2 separate regions of the Mus musculus genome follow, and region 2 is linked to region 1. Evidence: chromatin contacts called from public promoter capture Hi-C data. All regions are on one chromosome and are shown on one strand. The core of a region is the stretch at or near the end of the contact, and the rest is flanking DNA. Distances in the headings are between cores, read along the strand shown.

Region 1 (4,314 bases), core at 554-3,053:
CTGTAATCCCAGCACTGGAGAGGCTGGGGTAAGGTGAGGTGTTCAGACTCTGCTCTGAGAGACACTATTTAAAACCCAAAGGCCAGGTGTGGGGCACACACCTAACTCCATCCACAAGTACAAAGACACAAGGACTACAAGCTCTGAGGCTGCTGAGCTCCTACAGGAAGTCCAGGTGAGCCTGAAACTCACAACAGGGTTATTTCAGAAAAGAAAACAGGTCAAGACAGAACATTTGTGTGCACTTTCACAATTAAAAAACAAATGCTGCCTTTATATATCTTTTAAAAATAACGAGTAGGCTGAGCAATGGGTAGTGGGGCTGGATTTGTGCAGTTTCCATGAAGTCACACAGGAAAATAGATTACAAGGTAGAAGGGAAGTGAAGACAGCACACAGGAACTATTTTCTAATGCATCTGCAAAGGATGCTAGAAGAACAGTTTGATAGTTGCTTAGGAGATACGAGACAGTTTGAGGAACTTTTACTTTTGATTCGGTAAGACAGAGTTGGGCGGGAGGGGAAAATGGTGAGACCAAAAAAAAAAGAGAGAGAAATCTAAGAAAGACCAGAGAAAATGCTCCAGGTCCAGTGCTGGGTGGAAGCATTCAAAGTTGGCTTAAGCACATGGAGGAACCTCGGCATAATGGTACAGAGAGATGGTGTGGTATTGTGTTAATCCAGAGTACAACTGGAGAGCAAAAAAAAAAAAAAAAAAAAAAATCCATGGGAACAATTTGTTAAATACTCAGAAACAGGTCAGTTAGCAAACCAACATGGAAATAGTGCTATCCAAAATCAGACCGGAGTTGTGCTGATAAACTGGAGAAAGGTCGGAAGTCCCTACGCACCACTAAAGGATGGTGCAGACTGGGCACAATTAGCATCCCACAAGGACAGGGCATGTGTGTCCCAAAGAGGGGGCTGGCATCTTTTGAACCACTCTCTGCTCATCTGTTGCTGCATTGCCAGTACAGGGCAAGGCTCCTGTGGACACCCACACAGGTGTGCTTTACTCTCAGATAAATGTTCAGTTTTCCAGAAAAAATAAAGCAAAGGGGAGTGGGGGAACCTTAGCTAGTTAAAACCATGTGAATCAAAACTTTAAAATGAATCCAAACAGAGAACACTGTAGCTATTATTACTACAGCTTCACACAAAAGGTCATGGCTAGACATGGGAACAATCCATCCTCCTGCCGGCTGGGTTCCTCTCCCTCTTCACACACCCCTTCATGCTGTTTACCCTTGATCAGGCCTTGACAATCTGTAACCCTTAGCAAATCTACATCAGCTCCAACTTATATAAGCACAAACTAGAGCCGGCCTCCAAAAGCTGGTGGAAATCTGTACTGCTGGATGCTCAGGAATTTGGCGAGCCATCAACATTTCAGAGGGTACTTTAAATGTTTTGGTTTGAGCCCTAATGCAGCACTTCCCGCTTGTCAACATGAACAGCCCAAGCTAAAAAGCAAAGTACATTTCCCTCAGTACCAGTCAGATGTTATACTAAGTCGCTGAACCAATCTTACCTACAGGGACTGTGGAGGCCAGAAGAATTGGTAAGTAGGAAAATTCCATCCAGTTCAGGGTAGAGTCAAAGACTACAGGTAATCCCAAAGTAAGATGGCTTTCTGCACTTTGAGTCTCCGAAATTGTTCCTATGTGATGAATGGAACACTGGATTTATAGGTGAGACTGGACTTTCCCTACGTTCAGCAAGGTAATGAAGCATGATTTTCTTCTGTGGGCTCACGGACTAGGAATTGGGAGTTCCTCTTTTAAGCAAGCTCTCAGGCTGATGCAGAATAGCAGTGTGCAGTAGCAGAGATGGGGTTAAAAGGAGTTATCTGATCCTGTGAAGGGGACAAGTGCAGCTGGGTTATGACGCAACCCTCGGAGCAAAGGCAGCTCAATAACTAAAATGCTTAGGAAAGAAAACAAATACAGAGCATGAAGGCCGCCACCCCAGCAGAGCTGAAGCCAGACGTGAAGGAGTTCATGTAAGGGAGTCCCTGCTGTCCTCCAGACACACTGATGCCTGGGCTACGGATGGGGACGGGGACGCAATGGTAAGTCACACTCTAATTTCAAAAGAGAGAAAGAGGAATCAGAGTGGCCTCCTGGTGCTTGTGTCTTAGGGTTTATATTTTCATTTCCTTGATCCTTAAGTTCTGATTTCTTCCTCTAAGGCTTAAAAAAAAATACGTAAAGAGTGGTTTTAGTTTCAATTCACGAGTGGCGAGGATGAAGAAGATACTTACAAAGTTCCATCTATAGTCTACTTTTCTGTAAATTGTAAAGTAACTTAAATGAAGCCTGACTAACATTTTTGTAACCTAAAATATACTTATGGTAAGCTCTAGTTTATTTATTCAACCACCTAAAGATTGATAGGTTAAAAAAAAAAACCTCATTTGATGGAAAATTTGTAAACTTGCAACTGTAGGGAGAGGTTTTGAGACTCAACCACAGCGTGCCCTCATGCTGAAGGAAGTTTAAAAGAAGTAAATTCAGTATTTACTATATCCTGACAACTTTAAAATATTAGCTAATCACAAGAAATTGTTATGGGTTGGGGTATAAAATACCTATGACCACTCTTCCTAAAAATAAAGAAGACCCTTCTCTGCCTTTAGCTCATGTCATGTGCACAAGAGCCAAGAGACACTGTGACAGCATGTCATGATTTTATATGACAGGGAGGATTTCTAGTTAACAGGTCCATGCACTGAGCTCATAGGTTACTGTCCTCCACCTTTAAGACTTGGAACACATGCTGTCAGATCGTCAGGTCACTGGGTGTTCCGAATAGGCAGGGGACACTGGAAAAAAAAATCTCTGTATGTCTCTGTCTTACCAATCTGAAACTGAGTTTAGCAAGTTTCAGAGTCAAGGTGACTTGTCTAATTAAAGGGCAAGACTAGTACTCAGAGAAACCATCCGGCTCCCAATCTATTTCCTTGTCTCTAGCATACAATGACTATGACTAATAAAAAATGTAATTTATGCATGAATAGGAGAGAAATGCAAGACTGTGCAGAACTGGCTAGCCCTTTAGCTGGATGTTTACATAATAAGGGCAGTAATCGAGTTATAGAAAATAGTTAATATTATTGGAGTCCCAAAAAGGGGGGGGGGGGCGAAGCAAGCTTGCAGATAGACAGCTAAATCTTGATATGCTGAGATCCTGAATAACATTATTTGTTTGGGTTTTTAACTTTTTAACCCGCTTCACCTCTGTCCTAGTACCTATTTAAGCAAATAGATATCAACAATTAAAAAAAAAAAAAACCCCTAAGGCTTATATATCTTGCCCATAGCAGCTGTTCAATAAAAATTTACTTCTTTTCCCATCCTCTGCACTAGTAACTCAGTAAATGAGAGGCAGTACTGCCAGAGCGAAATCAGCACAAAATTACTCAACCTGTAATCCAAAACTGAGAAAGTTACAGTCATATGTGAGACTCAGGAGAAAGGACACCTTATGTAGCAACTTACAAATCATGTTAACTCCTCCAGAAAACTGAATATTGTATCAAAGAACAGGGAGCCCATAACTACCTACTAGATCCACCAAGTGCAGCCCGCCCTGCGTGGCCTGCACTCTCCAGAATCCAGCTATTCCTTCCCTGCCTGAGTTCTACAGTTAGGCCTGTATTCACAAAGATAGACACAAGAGTTAAGTGTGTTGATTCACATGCTCACCAAGCGTGTGTGTGCATGCATGCGTGAGTGTGTGTGTGCGTGTGTATGTGTGTGTGTGTGTGCGTGTGTATGTGTGTGTGTGTACGCGCTTGTGCGTGCGCGTGCGCGTGCGCGTGTGTGTGTGTGTGTGTGTGTGTGTGTGTGCGCGCGCGTGTGCGTGTGTGTGTGTGTGTGTGTGTGTGTGTGCGCGTGTGTACTGAGGCACTTTCCATGTTGCTGAATTACTTCATCAGTCCTTTGGTATTTGCTCAATATACACAGATTGGAAGCTAAAGTATTAAAACCAACAAACTAAACAGAACTTTAAATGCTTTTATTAGAAAGCACAGTTAAACACACTGTAGCCAGACTGCTCAAACGTTTCTTCTTTAGGGTCACTTTTCCCTCCTCCAGATCATGGGAGACTCTTAAGGAGCTGTTCACATGCCCATCCACACTACTGTGCTGTAGACTAAAGATGTAAGAAGTTCTAAAATGTTCATTTTAAGGCAATTTAAAAGAGCTTAAAATATTAACCTAAAAAGCATGAGTTCACAAAGAGCTTATATAGGTAAGTCGCACTGTGCTGTAGTTTCGACCATCTGTTTAATACCTGGTCCACAAAAGC
Region 2 (4,077 bases), core at 858-3,357, 920 kb before region 1:
AGGGGTGTATCATCAGAGGCTTGGCAAAACTCAGCATCTCAAAACCATTAACTCCCCCTAGAAGCAGGTCATGTTTTGAATTATGACAAGTTAACATGAGGGAAAACAAGTGAAAGCAATCTACTAGTGACTCTTCACATAAAGGACATTTAAGCACATCCCATCTCTGTCCCCTAAAATTACAGCAGTTTTCTTCACTGGAAATTATTCCTTTTTTTTTTTCTTAATGTGAACTTTACAGCATCATTGAGCTCTCTGATGAAATAGCTAGAGTCTTAAATAGTATACACTCTTCTAAAACCTTCAGGGTTCCTGAGATCAGAAAGAAAAGTAAAACAGGAAAAACCATTCTATAAAATCTATTGCAGAAAATGACTTTTGGCAGAGTAGCAGATAGATAAGTTAAAAATAGATGGGCCACTTTGTTGTTTCGGGGTCTTTAATTTTTTCTTAATTCCCACTGTATAGAAATTCATTGAGATGTGTAGAATTTAGGTCTGGTTTCTATTGCTGTAGCTTTTTTTCTTGGATTTTCATTTTCAAGTTCTTTATATAAAAGCCTTATAACCTTTATTATAAAGATCTTGCAAGTAAATAATGACATTAAAACTAACCAGAACCAGTGTGTATAATAAAGTTTTAATACATTTTTTCAAACATAAAAAAATAATAATTGCTTTTCAGATTCTTGTACATGAACCTGTGTTATGTTCCTAAATGGTGGCAGGCAGAGGCACAAGCGCCTAATACTCAAGCTTGTTGGTGGCTGATTTCTTAGTGCTGGAGCAAGACTTAGAGTTGTATGCCCATGAGGATATCCCTCCTCCTATGCCACAATACACTTACTATGTATTTCTGACTTTTCTAGTATGTAAGACCTAAAACTGAAAATTACAGCACTAAAATTTCTGTGAGATCTAAAAGATACCTCTGTATCCAAATCTGGTTACCATTACACAGAGCAAAGGCCAGAGAGGCAACTGAGGGCCCCACACAAATGTACATTTTAGGTTAGGCTTGGCAGTTGGCTATGGTTCAGGTGGGCTAGACCTATGGAAATTCACAAGACTGAACAAGCACACAGGATGTGCAATTAGGCTAATCCTGGAATTTAGATATGCCATGAGTGAGCTAGATACAAGTAATCTCAGTAGGTTGAGCTGGTGCATAAGATAGGTGACTAGGGCCAAGCAGAGTTTGTATTTCAGACTGATATGAAAGATGTACAGTCAGTGCCAATCCTGTATATTGGGAATAGTACATAAAGAGTTTAACAATCTTGGCTGATGTGTAGGATGTGCAGTGTTGGCTGGCTCTGGATGACACATATGGCACAAATAGTCTAGGCTCAGGCAGACTTCTATTTTTATTTGTTTACATTTCACTTGGGATTTAATTACCACACTCTTTACATTGCTGACATTCTTTTTCATGTTCTTTTTAAACTGTTGATTATGTTTATGATTGTACTTTTAAACTCATATCCTGAGGTTTGTCTGGGTAGTTATTCCTGGAGAACATGTCTACAGGACTCAATTGAGGGGCATCATATTGTTTTAGCCATTCACTTTGATTTTGGTTTTGTTGAGTGCTCTGGTCTTGTAGACTTTTTCATTGTGTGTCTGATACAAGATATTATGCCGCTTTGTTGAGTGAAAGTTTGGCTCTGTTTTTGCTATTGCTCAAGCATGGTTGATTTTAGATAAAGTATGAAGAGCTTGTATGTCAGTCCTCCAGAGTTTCCAAATTGAGTTTTTGATTGGAGTGTTGGATGTGATTCTAGCTCAGTGGCAACCAAGAAAGGGCGTGAATGTGAGACTCCTCCCTGGGTCTGCCTGGGCAAGTACACAATACCTGGGTATTGTGTCACAGTTTCTTTAATGAAAACTTTCCATCTCATAGGAAAGCTCATAAAACACAAAATGTTAAAGGGGAGATCAACATTGTATTTTAAGACAGGCTGTTTTCGGGGAGGTAAAACAACAGAATTCCTGAGGTTAAATAAAACATCCCATCCTAAAGAGAAACTCCCTAAGCTTAGGATCTCTCCCTCCCACCCATGAGTAAGCAATAAGGAGTCACTGTGAGAGAAGTCTGAGTTGACTGAGAGCAGTTGAGAGCAGTAGAACAGGTTGGAAGAGGCAAGATTAGCTACTTTTCCTGAAACCCCAGGTCAGCTGAGTTACTTGGAAAGAATGCTTTGCATGCTGGGGTGCCTGTAGGTTTCAGAAAGCTTTAGGTTCCCAACCTTAGTCCACTCACTGTCAACCACACTGGGGTAGGCTCCAGTGATGTAACTGCCCTTGTGGCATTTCTACTTTTGCAAGGAACCTCTCACCTATGTTCCTGTAAGCAGCTCTTAAAAATATTCGTTGGTTCACAAAGGAAGTTGAATTTTATCATGTGTGTACACTGCCTTACCTTTGGTTCCCTATCTGGAGTGAGTAGACATTTGTTTACATCTCCCTAGGAATAGTGTCACATCTGGTCAGAACTAGAAGGGTAAAGAAGTGTTCATCAGGGACCACAGGCAGTCACTTCTCTGGACTACAATCTGCATGGACTACGTTAGGTTTTCTGGGAGTATGAAAACTTTAAAAGAAGATGAGTGTCCAGGTCACTAATTAACCAGGCTGGGGTGGTTAGCATACCCTGAGCTAAGCCTGGGACTATGTATACATTCAATAAATGAAGTAATTTTCTTAGTAGAAAGAATGACAAGATCATCTGAGAGTAGTGGGTAGATAACCAGAGCACATCATAGCTCACCTATATTTGTCTAGTTCTTGTGGTCTTTCTCAAATTAACTGTGATATAAAATATTTCAATTAGTACATTTTTACAGTTTATTACAACAAGCTCTGTTTTAGAAAAACATAATGTGTGTTAGCTCTACCTTTCTTGCAATTCATTTTTCAAGATTTTATTCTAGTACTTATTTTGTATGGAACATAACATAAAGGGTTTTGTTGTTGTTTATTTATTTTAGTTAATATGTTGTTTACTAATATACATGTTTAAAGAATTGATTTGACTAGAATTTCTTCCTATCTTTCCCCTTAAACTTTTGTAATTAAGGAATAGTTAAAATTGGGCGGAAAATTGTTCAGTATAAACCACTTGTTTAGTACTTGCAAGTTCTTGAGTTCAATCTCTAGTACACACACACACACACACACACACACACACACACAGAGAGAGAGAGAGAGAGAGAGAGAGAGAGAGAGAGAGAGAGAGAGAGAGAGAACGCAAATAAACTTCAACATTCCAAGGCAAGTTTTACAGGCAGAGGGATGTAACTAGAAAATATCATCCTGAGTAAAGTAACTCAGACTTGAAAGGACATGCATGGTATATTCTCACTAATAAGTAGATATTAGCCTAAAAACTACAGAACACCTAGACTTTAATCTGCAGAACTCAAGAAGGTTAACAAATAGAAGTGTTCATGTAAGGATGCTTCAGTCCCACTTGGGAGGGGGGAGAAAATAATCATGGGTCCAGAGAGAGGGAGGGACCTAGGTGGGAGTGGTGAGGGGGCAAGAAAAGGAGAGGCGTGATCATGAATGGGGGAGGAATACAGGAGAGAAGCCCTGAGGGCCAGCAGAATGAATGGAAATATGCAACGTGGGGCAGGTGGAGGTGAGGAGACCCTTTAGAAAGTATCAGAGACCAGGGAGGTGAAAGACTCAAAGTACTCAAAGGGAGGGACCTTAGATGCAATGTACAACAATGGAGATAGGGAATTTATAGAGTCCACCTCCAGTTCAAAGACAGGGCTTCAAGTGGAAGGATGGGATTGTCATCCCACAGTCAAAAACTCTGACCCAGAATTGTTCCTGTCTAAGAGACCTTCAGGGACAAAAATGGAGACAAGACTAAGAGAAAGGAGGTCCAGTGAACTGCCCAACTTGGGATCCATCTCCAATGCCCGACACTACTAATGATGCCATGGTGTTCTTATAAACAGAAGCCTAGCATGGCTATCCTCTGAGAGACACAACAAGCATCTGAGACTGATGCAGATACTTACCTCCAACCATTGGGCTGAAGTCAGGACCCCCTGTGGTTGAATTA

What was found. Promoter capture Hi-C pulls out the DNA fragments that hold promoters and counts their contacts.
Region 2: a promoter capture Hi-C map of cranial neural crest shows a contact between it and region 1. The contact joins the enhancer-like site here to the promoter of P2ry14 in region 1. A contact is called at or near these places in 11 of 39 promoter capture datasets (the 3T3-L1 cell line, the C10 cell line, the HPC-7 cell line and 8 more), 2 of 15 datasets of contacts at CTCF or cohesin (large pre-B cells and pro-B cells), 21 of 484 Hi-C or Micro-C datasets (B cells, the C10 cell line, the G1E-ER4 cell line and 14 more), 6 of 115 datasets of contacts at active chromatin or transcription factors (astrocytes, embryonic stem cells, epiblast stem cells and 3 more) and 1 of 9 other capture datasets (macrophages).

What each region holds. Positions count from the first base shown.
Region 1 is chr3:59,128,251-59,132,564 of GRCm38.p6, reverse strand. P2ry14 (purinergic receptor P2Y, G-protein coupled, 14) reads left to right here and starts at 1,803. Exons shown (of 2, transcript NM_001287124.1): 1 at 1,803-2,071. The coding sequence starts at 2,069. The region is part of intron 15 of Med12l (mediator complex subunit 12-like); the gene reads right to left.
Region 2 is chr3:60,051,796-60,055,872 of GRCm38.p6, reverse strand. No RefSeq gene overlaps it. Among named protein-coding and RNA genes, the nearest start is that of Aadac, 22 kb to the right of the region's middle. Within about 2 kb of position 2,107, at least 16 of the 459 cell types and tissues checked have an H3K27ac peak or open chromatin away from gene starts, as enhancers often do.